2 separate regions of the Mus musculus genome follow, and region 2 is linked to region 1. A link is a contact called in public Hi-C data. All regions are on one chromosome and are shown on one strand. The core of a region is the stretch at or near the end of the contact, and the rest is flanking DNA. Distances in the headings are between cores, read along the strand shown.

Region 1 (7,776 bases), core at 2,207-4,706:
AGATGACCTTTGCTTATAATCCCAGAACTCACAAACCTGAGACAAGATGACTACAGCAAGTTCAAGGTCTGCCTGAACTACAGAGTGAATTCAAGCCCAGTCCAGTCTATAGAGTGAATTCAATGCCAGCCTAGATTTGTGCTACGAAGTGAAACCTTATGAAGAAGAAGGAGGAGGAGGAACAAGTGGAGGAGGAGGAGAAAGAAGAGGAGGAGGAAGAGATGATGATGATGATGGTGATGGTGATGATGATGATTGATGATGATGGTGATGGTGGTGATGGTGGTGGTGGTGATGATGATGATGATGGAAAAAAGAGAAAGGAGAAGGAGAAGGAGGAGGAGACAGAGAGAGATGGAGAAGGAGAAGAAGAAAGGTAGAAAGGCAGACAGGCTTTGTGCTTCTCATGGTGTTGAAGTATTGTGATCCCCACTCAAAATTTCTTTACTTTAGCCTATAGATGAAATGTCTCAGCTGGCACAGGGTAACTTTAGATGGCTTTTGCCACTCTTTATATTTAAGGACTTTGTTTCAAGTAAGATGTGCATTCAGTGATCAGATTCCAATGTTTACTATTCTTTATATGTAATACAGCTGGGGTCGATAGCCAGAGCATGCAACTCATATGCAGAAAGCTTGAGCTGGAAAATGTGATCAGATACTCATTATATCATGGTAGACTTCTATGACTGACTTTGTATAAAGATGAGTGCAATGAAATAGGCTGAAGTTGCCATAGGAACACTGTCCTTGGTTTTTGATAGCAAGGCTACTCTGTGTGTGTGTGTGTGTGTGTGTGTGTGTGTGTGTGTGTGAGAGAGAGAGAGAGAGTGAGAGAGAGAACAGAGTTGAATTGTTAACCAGAATGTAAAAATCTTATACATAATAAAGCCAATTTGCTTACATGATAGTCATTTATAATTTATTTGGCTTAGTAGCTTTCGTATAAAATAATTAACTATTTAACTTGCCATCATGTTTTCCCTTCTTAGATTTTAGGAAAAATTTAGGTATTCTTTTGAATAGCTCAAATTCTCTTTAATAGTTGGTCACCAATTTCGAACTGCTAGGATTTTGTCCCATCAGATGCATCTCCACAGCAAATCAAATCATTTAAAATAACTCTGTCAGGTCACACAGAGGTTTTTTTCAGAGTGGTGATACTAATTTTAAAATTTACATAAACGTAGGCCGATCTTACAACAGTCCCTCCCCATAGTCTCTGTCTGCCTTCTTGATCTGTTGAGAGCATACACTGGCCTCTATTTCAAAGAGTATCATGGTTGCAAAATAGTAATAGCTGCTCATCCGCCACCACCATAGCCCTTCCCTGACACTTCTGATGGAGTCTTCTGAGTACCTTGCACTGCACTGAAAGCATCAGTCACCATTAATGGGGATTGCATGAAACTGTGAAGAAAATCATTAAAGTACAGATAGGTAAGAGCCTGTCTGCATTGGTCCTCTCTCTCTCTCTCTCTCTCTCTCTCTCTCTCTCTCTCTCTCTCTCTCTCTCTCAGGATAGTACATCATCATTGTAAGCACTGAATAAAGGGGAGCGAGTGGGAAGAATTAATTATGGGTGTTGATTAGGCAGCTGGGTAATTGGGACTGACAATAATGTTTGGATAGCACAATATGTAAGTGACCTTGGCTGATGCAAGAGCAGTAAAAATTGCTGGCTTGCTCCTTCTCTGAAGTTATGAATTTTCACTAAAGTAGCTAATATTCTCCCAATTGTGTGATCCATCTATAAATGTATTTGAAGGAATTCTTTATCCAGGGACCTTATGAACATCCAAATTGTTGTTACATCTGAAGGGGAATTGACAGGGCAGCTAAGGAAAGTGGCAATTCAAAGCTTTTGTCTGTTATGTAGCCAAACTCTGACAAGAGGGCTTCCCAAGGACAAGTGTAAAGAAGAGAGCCCTCTGTAACAATGAGAGAAATAGAACTTTTTAGGCAATGTTCAGACTTTCAGGGACACCACTTACTAGTTCACAGCAACCTTCGTTTTCATTTTTCTATGTTATGACTCAGGAATGCAGTGTTACAAACAGTGCTGGGAATGCAGCTTCTTGAAAGTGCTTAGTGTGTCTGCAGCCCTGGGTTCACTCCCAGCACTGACAACAACAGCACCAAAGGAAATGATTTAAAGCAGAACCTTGCCTTATTCATTTGACTAACTCTTGCTCAAAGTGGGTTCTAAACGATGCAAAGTGCTAAGTGGCCTCTGTGTGGCTTCATGATGCACTTTTGATACATTAAACTGTAAGAACTCTTGTGGTATAAACAATTTCCCTAACACAGCTGCTCCTTCTGCCAAATTCACTTGGCTATGAGATCCATTTGTCAGAATACAACTACCAGCGTTGTCAGGTGCTTTATAAAGCTGTGTTCTAGGCAGGAAGCAATAGAGCACTGTCACAGAAATGTTAGTCATCTGGTCAGTGATGTTTCCTGGTCAGGGCCTCCTGCTACTTTGTCCCTGTGATGAGGTCACACAAGTCTCATAAAATGAATGGTCAGAAGGTGAGAAGCTTCACCCTTTCCTTGAGCCCCAACCTGTATCCCGTGGATATTAATCCTAATCCCCGGAGTACAGTGATATGAAGTTCTTGTCTACTTGATAGTTGTTGTTTTTTTAAGTCTGAAGGTAGTGACTGTGCATTTGTTGAGTGAGCATTACTCCTGTTAAGTGGATCTCTTACTTGTCACTATCTTAAGATGTGACTGTCCAGTCCTTGACATCAGAAGTACCCTCAGTCATACTCTATAGATCTGCAGGTATGACAGTATTTGACATATAATCTGAGCATCAAAGATGACAGTGGAATCACTATGCTCCCTCGATCTTGATGTCTTATTCATAGATTCCAACCATTATGTTTCCACAAAACAGGTCAAGGTGGAAACTAGTGTAGGGAATGGTTTATAAAGAAATGAAACCAACATCCATGGAGTGGGAGAGAGGAAGCAGGAGAGAGCAAAGAGATGAGTTGCTTTGTAATGCTGTAATGGTATACGTTGACCCTTCACGTTAACTCAGTTGATGTTGATCAAGTTGAATGAAAAGTTGGGCTTCTATATCGCCCTCCCCAATCATCAGTCAGCCATTACATTAAGGCTACCTCAGAAGGAGAACTATTATGCTGAGAAACATAAGCCTTGAAAGGAACTTCCAACTGAGCAGTGGCAGTTAGCCATGTTCCTGACAGTTTACAAACTAAGTCCTTTATCTCCGAACAGCAATGAGACCCACACAACAGTTTCGGGGCTTTAAAGACTTTTGATTTTTATTTTAGAATGTTGCAATTGAAAGTAAGAAGTCTCATGGTTGAGTCTGAGGACTTAATAATGCCAACCCCCAACTCGGATTAAAAGGATAGAACAAGGAGTGAAGGAGAGGAAACAGGAAGCTGCTGCTGAAGCCCATGGGAGCGATGATCATAATTCAGACCAGGATGATGGCTGTGAGCCCAGAGAAAAGAGCGCCAGTGTGATACATTTGATAGGCGGGAGGGCTGAGCTTTGGAAATGGATTGAAGTTGATTATGAAAGGAAGGCATGATTCAGGGAAACTCATAGAAGAACAACCAAGGAAGGAAGAGTATATTTACAAGGCAGGGTAAGAGACACTAGATGAGGGGCCACGGGGTGAGAGTGGGGAGGGAACATGCTAAGTTTGACAAGTATGAGACATCCAAGTAAAAAATATAAAGCAAGCAGCTGTAAATATAGATCTGAGGCTTAAAAAAGAAATCTGAGCTGGCAGTATAAATTTGGGAGTCCATGGTTTTATACTGAGCCAATGGAAATAGACAGATATTTCAAAGTCTACAGAGCAAGAGAAGGAAAAATAAGAAGAAGACACAGGAGCCAAGCCCTGCCAGGACCCCAGAGCTAATGAGCTAGTTAGTGGAGGATAAAATACCAGGATACTGAGAAGGAAAAAATAAAAGGGAGGCCAGAAAGTGCAGGACCATGTATTACGGTTTTGAATGAGGACAGCCCCCCCCCCCCAAGACTAGTGTTAAAGCCTTGGTCCTCAGCTGGCAGTCCTATTCAGAGGTGATTGGATCGTGAAGGCGATAACTTCATCAGTGAATTGATCCATTGATGAGTTTACAACTGAATGGTCTACTAGAAGGCAGAGGATGATTAGAAGAAGGCTACTAGGGGTCTACCCCAGCCCCTCCCCCCCCCTCTTCCTACTCCTCCGTCCCTCCTTCCTGTCTGCACAAGGTGAACAGCTTCCCTTTGCTGTGCCCTTCTTTACTGTGTCCTTCTGTTATGGTGTTTCTTCTTTGCCACATGCCTAAAATCAATGGAGCCACATAACCATGGATAGAAACCTCTGAGACTAGAGGGAAGTTCTCTTCCTTTAAGTTGATTCTTCTCTTTCCTGAAGATATCTAGGTGATGGATATAGATGCAGTACCTGCATCCAAAGTGCTGAGGGCAAAGATGGAAGAGGTGGCCACCACTGACAGACAAAAGGTATGGAGAAGGAGCAGAAAGTATTTGGGATTTGTCTTTGGAGGACAAATGCTTAGTACTGAGTTTTCTTGCTGGCTCTGGGGAAGCCATGATTCATTTCCTCTCCTGGGGCTGCCCACTGGAAATGAAAGCAAAGAAACAGTGTTGTTTAAAGCAACAGAATTGATTCTCTTCTAGTGTGAGAGGCCAGAAATCAAAGCATTAGCAAGGCTTATCCCTCTGGAGGCTTGCAGGGAAATCCATCCCTTCCGTCTTCCAGCTTCTAGAGGCTGCTGGCCTTCCTTGGCTGCATCTGTACAGACACTAAAATCTCTGCCTCTGTAGCCATATTGCTTCCTCCTCTTCCATAGACAAAATCATCTTCTATGCTTTATATGGAACAGAACTTACAGACCAGTTGTCTTTGATGTCTCCTTAGGTAGAGATTCAAATTCACTGTCTGAGATCTGCTCTCTTGTAGAAAACAGCTGAGTCAATTTCTGCTACATATAACAAATACCTACTTACTTTTCCCCAGTTTCCAATAAAAGTGTTTGGGTATTCAACGTTTATTTTTCTACCACTATTTTGCTCAAAGAAATCTAGAAACTTTTTCGGTAGTGGTACACTTTAAAACTCTTCCAACGACTTAATCTAGTTTCGGTAAGTGTTAAACTATGGCAACAACTTCCTCATGTGAAAATCTGATCCTCTTCTTATGGCTGGTCACAAAGGTATTCTCTGGGGCTCTAAAAATGTTTCCCCAGAAGAGAAAAGGAATGTTTAGCTTCTTGTGAGTGCCATTCGGCTCTGACTTTAGGGTTCTAAACACTAAAACTATATAGAAGGTCTGACTCAGAGAGTGCCAGTCCAGTCTGGATCAGTTTCTGCATCATTTTGCTGCAGAGGTTTGGCCCATTTAAAAGTTAAGCCAATTCCCAGAGCCATCTAAAGAGGGCAAAAAGCTCTGAGAAAGAGGATCAGGAGGATCACCAGAGCCCACAACTTCCCAGATGCTGAGAGTGACTTAAGAGGGGTCTCCTAAGCTGCAAACAGATCCAGTGGGGAGTGTGACAAAGGTTCCCTGGGATCACTTCTGGGATGGATGCTTGAAACTTAGAAAGCTCCATTCTGGGGAATGGTGAAGAACAGAGAATAATTAGAAATGGCTGGAGAGTTCGTTGGGTCAAGAAGGTACAGAAAAGTCTGAGAGCCTGTGTGGAAAGAAAAGATCTGGCTAAGAAAATGAAGCAAGTGGAGTAGATGAGGCAGGGCTTGTTGGTTTGTTAGCTGGGAGGTGAGGACTTCTGCTTTCTACATAAGATAGGAGGGTGAGTGTACAATGGATAAAAAGAGGAACATTTGATGAAACAAGTCAGGGGTGGACATAGGACAGAGATGGGAGTGTTGAAAGAAATGAAGAAGACATTAACATTACCGAAGAAGGCAGAAATGTGCCTTACTCACAGAACGTCCCAAATGGCCTTGCAATTTTGAGAGACTGGTCAAAGAGTCCTGTGAGCTATGTCACACTGCACACATTCAATTTCAGGCGCACAATCTCAAGTCTCAAAAAGTGTCATTAGCCCAGCTCTCTCCCAGACAAAGTACTTAGGACTGGAGGAGTGTTTCTTCCTCCCATTCCCCCTAACTAACAGCAATCAGGAGCAATATCCAGGTCCTGAATCCTCAGAAGGGAAGGAGCAGAGTGAAAAGAAGACAGAAAAGATGGCCTGATACTGAAGACATCCTTCAACTGGAACAACAGCCAAAAGAAAAAAATTAGGAAGTCATTATCTTTGGCTCTGAGATCCTGCTCACTGAAGAAACCTTGTCCTTGCAAGCGTGCTGGCACATACTTGTAATATTAGTACCCAGGAAGCTGAGAAAAAAGGACCACAAATGTGAGGCCACTCTGGGCTACATGAGGAGAACTTCTCCAAAATAAACTAACATTTGTTTGAAAGTACTAAGAGGAGGGTTGACCTGTCTAGTTCCTTGCTTGTGGTACAAGAGATCGGGTGGGAGGAGGTGGGCCTGGGAGTGAAGATGGGTAGAGTGTTGAAATTTATTCTTGAGGAAAAAAAATAGAAGAAGGAAAAGAAGAAAAAAACTCAAGTATGTGTTGGGTCTAACAGAGAGGGTTGGGATCTGGGAGCTGAGAGAAAGCGAAAGAGAGTAAGGGAGGGGCATGCAAGGTGTTCACATGTGACTGAAGCAACTAGAGAGCACTTTCGCTTCATTCTGAGTTTACAGGGAATGCCTGCTGTAGATGTTTTACATTTTTGCATTGTCTGTGGATGCTTCAAAGGATTTCGTCTAGTAGAAACCCTGGAAGACAGAAATGGAGCCTCCACAGACACACTCATGCAACCCAGATACTGAAGATGCCCAATCCCTAAGCTTGGGCTCCACTCCAGTAGCACAGATCTGCTGTGCACAACCTTTATCTGGCCCTCTTGATGGCTCAGTATGGGAACCAAAACGTGGGGACTGGATCAAAGACACCATTCTTCTGGCCTTGGCTACCTCTATGAGTGATAAACTGTTCTAGCCTTCACACCCAGGAAGTCCTTGCTTCTCCCTAGCAGATTGCTAGATATAAAATCTCAGGCCCTTCCCAGATCCCAATGCCATCTCATCTTTCCACTGCCGAACTCTTATATAGCACCCTATAAGTCTGAATTCCTTAAACTGAGTGTTTCCATCGGCACCATGAAGAGCTGTGTTAGCAGAGCCCACTGGGCCTCATCAGGCACTGCCTGCCGGGTTCCTCTACTGTTCTCTGCTGGCCCTCAGTAGTTGGATAATTCCACAATGTGGTTTCCATTTCTTAATTTTTATCCAAAAGAGGACTTGAAGACCTTTCAAAATTCATTAAAATAAGGTTTTTCAAAGGGAGGGAAACAAGCTGAGAGAAAAAAAAAAACAACTAAAGACGCTGGGAATGAAAATAAAATGGGGTACATACACCTGTATCTAGAAATGAGACAATTACAAGCTTCCACATCATGGAGATGAAGCCAGGTTTTTACACCCTGGAGATGAGACCAGGTTTATAGGCTGACATGTCCTGGGGAACAGCTATGGAAACTTCTGGAGCTTTCTTGCAGAGATAGAAAAGGAGCTTGTGTGCTTGCATTTGTGCATTTGACTATACCCATTAGTAGCTTTTCCCACACAAGTTTTATATACATAAATATAATTTAAATGTGAGTTTCTAAATACAAAGACTATTTTCAGTTTTTCATGTCAGTGTTATGAAAATTAGGAAAACTATCTTGAGACATAATTCTG
Region 2 (7,776 bases), core at 1,855-4,354, 150 kb before region 1:
TATTGTTAGGTATTTTCCTCGTTTACATTTCCAATGCTATCCCAAAAGTCCCCCATACCCACCCACCCCCAATCCCCTACCCACCCACTCCCCCTTTTTGGCCCTGGCGTTCCCCTGTACTGGGGCATATAAAGTTTGCAAGTCCAATGGGCCTCTCTTTGCAGTGATGGCCGACTAGGCCATCTTTTGATACATATGCAGCTAGAGTCAAGAGCTCCGGGGTACTGGTTAGTTCATAATGTTGATCCACCTATAGGGTTGCAGTTCCCTATAGCTCCTTGGGTAATTTCTCTAGCTCCTCCATTGGGGGCCCTGTGATCCATCCAATAGCTGACTGTGAGCATCCACTTCTGTGTTTGCTAGGCCCCGGCATAGTCTCACAAGAGACAGCTATATCTGGGTCCTTTCAGCAAAAAAGGGAGTTACAGAGACAAAATTTGGAGTTGTGACGAAAGGATGGACCATCTAGTGATTGCCATATGCAGGGATCCATCCCATGATCAGCTTCCAGACGCTGACAGCATTCCCTCTCAATTCTTGTAGATACTGAAATTTTTACCTAATTTGAAGTTCAGCAAACACTGTGGAACTGTTCTCTTGATGAACTCTGTGGTTCTGAGGATTGATCCGAGGTCAGCAGACGTGGCTGCCACACCCTCCCTCGGCGAGGCATCTTACTGCCCTGTGACTGCAACACCCTCCCTCGGCGAGGCATCTTACTGCCCTGAAATGATACTTTAGGAAAGGAACTTTTAAGTAATCTTTCATTTACTCCCCAGAAAAGAGAATATATATATATATATATATATATATATATATATATATATATATATATATTACCATCATCAAAGAAAAATTAACATGCCTATATTGATCATAAAGCCATTAAACTCTTCATTCCACATAGCCATGAACACACTCTTCTGCCCTCAAAACAGAGATGAACTTGGCTGTTTTCAGCTTTTTCTTACCGAGATAAAGCATGCTATTATAAATTCAAATATATGACTGGGTCAATGATGAAATAACATGAGATTTCTGAATACCCAAAACAAAACAAAAAAGGGAAAACTGTGAATTAATAAGTTGATGGTTGTTTATAATATAGTTCAAATTTTTAATGTTTCTTTCATTTAGCAAGACTGAAAGCTAAAAAAAAATTATTTCCATTAAAGTCAAAATAGAGTAAAATTGTATTAAATGCAACTACAAAATAAAGGATCTAATCTAATAAAAGAAAAAGGTAGGCAACACCACCTAATATCTCTGCAGTACCCAAAGTTCACACCTAAAGGAGCTTTCGATGCAACATACATAAAGCTAGTTGATGTGAATAAATAATTATTTTTTCTAGGATTTGGTAGCAAAAGAAAAATATTTTTATTCATTCATTCACTCATTCCATACTTATTATGTCTCAACCACAACTGAGTACAAAGGCAACAAGGCCCACATTCCTTTGGGGGAGATAGGAATCTCCGCAGTGGCTTTTAGGAAAACAGATCTTGAGATAAAAGAGGCACAAATTATTTACTGGAAAGTTTGGAAGGGGGGGGGGGGAAATCCAGTAGAAAAAAATCAGAAATATTTTGTAAAGAAAAAATAAGAACTAAACCTTATTCTGCTGAAGGAACATAGCAACAAAATGACTCCTAATGACATTTCTACCCACAGAATTGTCACGTAGCTGTCATCAGAGAAGCTCCCGGTCGGTGGGAATCAACGTGAGACCCACAACTTGACAATTACGGAGACTGGGGAACTTTGGGACACTGGGTAGTCTTTATTAAACCCCTTCCCTCGATGCTCGGGGATCTATGCGGGAGAGGAGGAAGAAAGTCTGTAAGAGCCAGAGGTGATGACTCACTGCAAGGAAAGTGTCTTCCAAGCACAGCAGGGCTGGTGCACATATGAACTCACAGAGACTGTGGCGGTAGCCACAAGACTCTCACAGGTTCTAACCAGGAAAAACGTTATGACTGAAAAGGGAAGTGGACACAAAATCCCATCCTTTACCAGGAAGTGATTTACAACTGATACTTGCTGAGAAAGGGGAAATCGGCTTTCTCCAGTGAAACGACACTGAGGATATCAGCCACACTCCAGGTATTCTTCATAAAGCCCAGGAGTAGTTAGGTAATACAAAATAGACTCTTAAAATTTTTTGTTTGTTTATTTTTCTGGTGTGCGTGTCTACACACCCGTGTGTGTGTGTGTGTGTGTGTGTGTGTGTGTGTGTGTGTGTGTGTGTGTGTGTGTGTTGCTGAGTTTCTTTTTTCTTTGATTTGATTTTCATTTTTGATAGATTTGTTTTCGTTTGAGAGGGAGGACATGAAGTTGTATAGCTAGGGAGTTGGGGAGGATCTGGGAGGAGTTGGAGGAGAAAGAATATGATCAAAACATAGTGCGTAAAATTTTTAATAAATGATAAAAAATACTTGGGCAATCCAGGAAGCTACCCTTTGTCTAGACCATCTGTGCCAAGCCTTCATAAACCCCAAACAACAGGGACCCTATTCTCTTTTGTACACCATTAGTCTTCCTCCCCTGAGATTCACACCACTAGTCTTAACACTGCTTCCCCCAACCCTGACTGTCCGTCAACCGACGCTGCTCATGCCCCTTTGGTCACTTCCAGCCTGAGTTCCCAGAGCGTCCTCCTCTTCCCTGACAATGCGGTCATATTGGTTGGTAGCAGGACTCTGTACAGACAGTCCCCCCAATATATGCACACTTCTATGATTATCTTCAATACCCCATTCACCCATGTGATTTCAGAGTCACTCCCTGGCCTTTGTCACCAGCAGCACTTAGGCAAGCTCATCTAACACATCTAAAGCCCTGTTTTCTTCCCAAAGCTCCCATTTCCTGAAGCACCCTTCCTGTGGGGTGGATGCCGCCCACTCGGGCTCTCCCGTTTCTTCCTTCCGTTAGTCCGGGTCATCTTTTCTCCTGTCCTGATTCACTTGAATTCCACAGCCTTTCAATAGAACCACCCTCTTACACACGTTCTCAACATCTTTGCCCTCTGTCTTTTCACATTCTCTAGGGGGAAAGCAACTCTGAAGGAACCCAGCATCTGCCTTCTCTGGGCTGGCGCTCACGCAGCCACCATATGGTGCCCACCCACGCCATCCTCCAGTGTGTTCTCCCTCACTCGCACAGTCCTAGCGACACTGGCCTTTCCACAGATCCTAGGAGCTCCAGCAGCTTTGAAGAGAGATCTGTTCTCTTTCTTCTTGGAATGCTTTCCCTCACAACTCTAGGCATGGCTGGCCCCACCTGGCCTTCACACCTCAGCCTAATAAATAATAATTAGCAGCTCCTGTTTACAGAGCACTTGCATTGCACTCAGTGATTTATATAAATCTGTCCAAACCCAGGGCTTTTAGAGTAGATGGCATTATCATCTTTATTTCGTCGCTAGAGAAATTAAGAATTAGAGGCCATGTAAATTATTCAAGCTCACATTGGATTTAGTACCACGCTAGTAAACAGAGAACCTGAATAATGTGTTTCTCTGTTTTGTCTCCATTCTTTCATTCTTCAGTCTCCACAGATGCACCCTTCCAAAGGCACCACAAAATAAGTTGTAACATTTTTTCCAGTTTTCAATTATACATATATTCATTGCTATGGCTCATTTGGCTTTTATTTTTTAATTTTTATTTGTGTGTGTGTGTGTGTGTGTGTGTGTGTGTGTGTGTGTGTGTGTGTTAGAAGACAACTCTGTGGTGTTGTTCTCTCCTACATTTACATAGGTTCAGGAATCAAATTCAGATTTCCAAGCTTCTGAGTCATGCCTTTACCTACTGAGCTCACTCACTGGATCCTTTCTTGTATGTTCCTTCACTGTTGCTCTCCTTTTCTTAGATGTAAGCTACACAGGCGTCCTCTGTCCAATTCACATTCTGTTGTGCCCCAAGGCTTAGCAATGTGTTCATCCAAGAACAAATATCAGCTCATACTTGTTAAATGGACAGGGAAAATTGAAGATGAGGCCAGAGCTGACAGAATGGGGCATTTTACCAGAAACTGTCTTCAACAAAGACACAGAAGAAGCTGCAGGTCATTAGCATGATTGTAGCATGAGGATTCTCACCCTGTGTGTGCACTGGGGACATAAACAGAGTAAACACCTGATAGATCGAATTGTGGCACAGACCTGTAATCCCAACACATGGGAGACAGCAAGTTCTAATCAGGTTTACAGGGCTTACTGAGACCCTGTGCCTAGACACCAATGGCCAGGAATACAGTCAATGGTAGAACATTTGCATGTCACAAGCAAAGCAAAGCCCTGGGCTCAGTCCCTAACACCACACACACACACACACACACACACACACACACACACACAAACACACACACGGAGGAATATTATGTAAAACAGAAATGTAGAGGGCTTGGGGTCACTTTGAGGGCTTCAGGGGAGGGTGGGCTAAGTCAATAGAGGGCTGTCCTCATACAGCCTTCATGCTGGGGCCTGTTGAAGCTCAATAGCCCTTCCCAAACAACTAAGACCGGTACTAATAGAGCATAAAATGCCACCATAGAAACATCCGAAGACAGGCAATTCACCCAGATAGGTAGGAGAGATGAGATAAGCAAGCTGCAGCAGAGAATTTTATTACATTTGATCAAAAGTCATTTCAAGCTACTTAGCACAGTCACCTACCTGTCATATTTAAGGTAACTCACAAAGATCAAAATGGATCAAAGCTAAAGTGAGGTTTTTAGTGTGCAGTAACATTGCAGCTCGGCTTTATGGGGTGAAATCTTTCAGGAAGTAATATATCACAGAGTCACTTTAACCACGGTGTCTAATCCAGCTGCAGCACTAAGTTTGAAACCAAATAAAGGCGAGCCTCTAAAGTGATGTCTTTGTTTACACGCCATCTCCAGTCACTCACTTTTTTCTGATGTTTTAAAAATTACTAGAGTTTTACAATGTGGCCAAGAAATCTTCAGTTTGGTGCCACATACACAGGACAGAATAAAAAATTCAGGAGTTTCGAACTTCACAGAATAAGGGAGCAGAATCGAACTGAGGCGTTAACAGGCATGAAAGACACAAAAGACACATCATAGTCAAGTAAGCCACAGTTCTCAGGTTTCCACGCAAATCCTATGCTGAGCACTGGTTCTGCCATAGAAACTGGAGCTCCTGTTGGCTACGAGGGGTGCCTTCAGTGTCGAAAACAAGGAGGTCCACAGGATTCTAATTTGCTTCAGGTTTCAGGAAGGATTTATGAAGAGAACAAGAAGACCCAAAGGTGAGGAAAACCTCACAGTACAGTCACTTACTTGTTCACCTGAACGGGATACTCAGAGCACAGGAGAGTGGACTGACTACTTCATGGGGAGTTGAGGGGACGTGTCTTGGCATTGCTGTGTGACTGGAGTCCATTCCTGGCTGTGGGGGACTGCACTGGTACTTGAACACAGTTCCACAAAGGCTTCTCATCCAGCAGGAACATAGGCTCCCGGCTTTGGGGCTGCAGTTAACTGATAGTGCCACAATAGGATTGCAATACTGCTGGATTAGTACATCTGTCTGCTTCATGGCGTCGGTGTGCTCTACCTTATAGGATTGACCATGGATTCCCATAAGTGCCTCTGAGGACAACACTCCTCTGTGACAGATTCTCATTTGCTCACTGTCATTCCTGTGGAAGGATCATCCCCCAAAGAAGCAAGCTAGCAAGATTTGTACAGGGATAAATTCTGGTAAGTTAAGTAAAATTAGGTATTGGCAAAATGTGGAGATGCCAGGAATCCTCTGACTTCTACTAGATAGCTTGACCTAACTCTCCAACTCTTTTCCGAAGCAAAATGTAAGTACTCCTTAAGGATGTATAGGCTTTTCCCCTGTGGGCATAGCCACTTATACTCCACGTAGACAATGGCTTCAAGAGGGAGAATTTTTTTATATTTTTATTTTTATTTTTTTGCTTGGAAGTACAATATGGAACTAGCCTCTGCTGGCTGGTCTTATGTCAACTTGACATACAAACTAGAGCTGTCTGAAAGGAAGGAACCTTAACTGAGAAAATACCTCCATAAAGTCCAGCTGTAAGTCATTTTCTTAATTAGTGATTGATGGAGGAGAGGCCAGTCCATTATGAATGGTGCCATTTCTTGGTTTCTATAAGGAAGCAGGTGGATCAAGCCATGGAGAGCAAGCATCCCTCCGTGGCCTCTGCATCATCTCCTGCTTCCAGTGTCCTGCCTCCAGGATCTTGTCCTACTTGAGTGCCTGCCCTGACTTTCTTTGGTGATGAACAGCAATGTGGAAGTGGCATCACAGCAAACCCTGCCCTTCCCAGCTTGCTTTTCACTCTTGGCGTTTCATTGCAGCAACAGAAACCGTAAGACAGCAGAATTTCACTTGTCCAGTTGCCTGTGATAAGTTCCTAAGTAGAACTTTGTGTTGACTTTTAATATCATAACTGGCATTAAACCTTTGGTCAATATTGCTGTTTGGATTTCCCAACAAGCCTGCATCTTCCCAGAAGCCACATTGGTAACTGATTCTAGCCCTGGGTCTTAGGTTCTGGTTCAGAACACGAACTCATACTTGTCTGTCAACATCTCCAACATGTTTTGTTCACCACTAGATTTGATATTTACAGAGGCCTTTTCTCTAAGGAACCTGTGTGGATGTGATCTTGGTTATGGTCCAATGCAAAGTAGGAGAAAATTTATTAGTTTGAAAAAAAAAGGAAACTAGAGAGGCATCAACAGAGACAGCAACAGAGATGTCTACATCCTGGGTACATGCATCCTTTTGTATGGTACTTCAAGCTGCCCTTCTATGACTTTGCCCAGAGTCCCATCTACTTCAGTGACTCCCCTAGAACAGGTGCATACAAAGGTCACTGGATTCAGGGCAACAGACCAAGAGTTAGTTCAGCGTAAAAAATCAGGCTCTGAAGAGCAAGGTGAGTGGGCCAGGACAAGCTCACGTGGGAAAGGAGCATGTGTGCTGGACAGGGGTGGGCCCTGTGGGGGCATCTCTACTAACAGAAGGCAAATAACTGACCACATGGCAGGAAGTTGTGCCAACACCACACAGTGAGGTGACAGTAGGTCTCAGTAGGAGAAGATCATTTGTCCAGAAATGAAAAATGACAGTTGAGGAATTCTGCTACACACACAGTAGGAATTAGGATTTCTGTGAACTAATACTTGATATATAATTGTTTTCTTTCCTCTTAAATAACATCGCCTTCTGTTGATTCATGTCAACACAATTCTGTGTGATCCTGTGTGAGCAGTTCTAGGGGAAGGAAACGGAATCATGAGCCTCTTGGGATCCCTAGTGGAAAGATATTTGGGGAACTTAGGGTAAGAAATACAAAACCAGGAAGAATGTGGCTACCCTAAAGGTTATTCACGGCATCTTGGACTAACTAATACTGCTTTTTATTAAAAGATGTTGTCAAGTATGATGGTTCATTCTCATCAATACCAGCCCTTAAAAGGCAGGTACAGGAGGATTTCCATGACTTCCAAGCCAGCGTGGGCTACAGAATAAAACCTTAACCAGAAAACAAAGCAAAACAAAACAAAACAAAACCCCTACAGTTTTCACATGTGGTCACAATTATTACTTCTTTTATTTGAGTTTCAAGGACTTTTCCAAAGGTGAGCAAAATTTACATAAGAAAGTCATCTGTATTGAATAAAATTGGCTGTTAAAGAACACCTTATTCTAGAAGTACTTGTCAAATACTTCTTTACTTGTTTAATGGGGAAATCATCTTTTATTTT

The links. Hi-C and Micro-C count contacts between places; a contact is called where the count stands out from the background.
Region 2: a Hi-C map of cerebral cortex shows a contact between it and region 1, with 1.7 times the contacts expected there. The contact joins two enhancer-like sites. A contact is called at or near these places in 4 of 484 Hi-C or Micro-C datasets (cerebral cortex, cortical neurons and nephron progenitors) and 1 of 9 other capture datasets (embryonic stem cells).

Annotation. Positions count from the first base shown.
Region 1 is chr4:33,743,396-33,751,171 of GRCm38.p6, reverse strand. No RefSeq gene overlaps it. Among named protein-coding and RNA genes, the nearest start is that of Gm33059, 34 kb to the left of the region's middle. Within about 2 kb of position 3,456, at least 17 of the 459 cell types and tissues checked have an H3K27ac peak or open chromatin away from gene starts, as enhancers often do. A contact at or near this core is called in cerebral cortex, where this site is marked.
Region 2 is chr4:33,889,394-33,897,169 of GRCm38.p6, reverse strand. It overlaps Gm33105 (a long non-coding RNA gene), which reads left to right. Exons shown (of 5, transcript XR_390460.2): 4 at 1,675-2,106; 5 at 3,050-3,642. Among named protein-coding and RNA genes, the nearest start is that of Gm33105, 11 kb to the left of the region's middle. Within about 2 kb of position 3,104, at least 19 of the 459 cell types and tissues checked have an H3K27ac peak or open chromatin away from gene starts, as enhancers often do. A contact at or near this core is called in cerebral cortex, where this site is marked.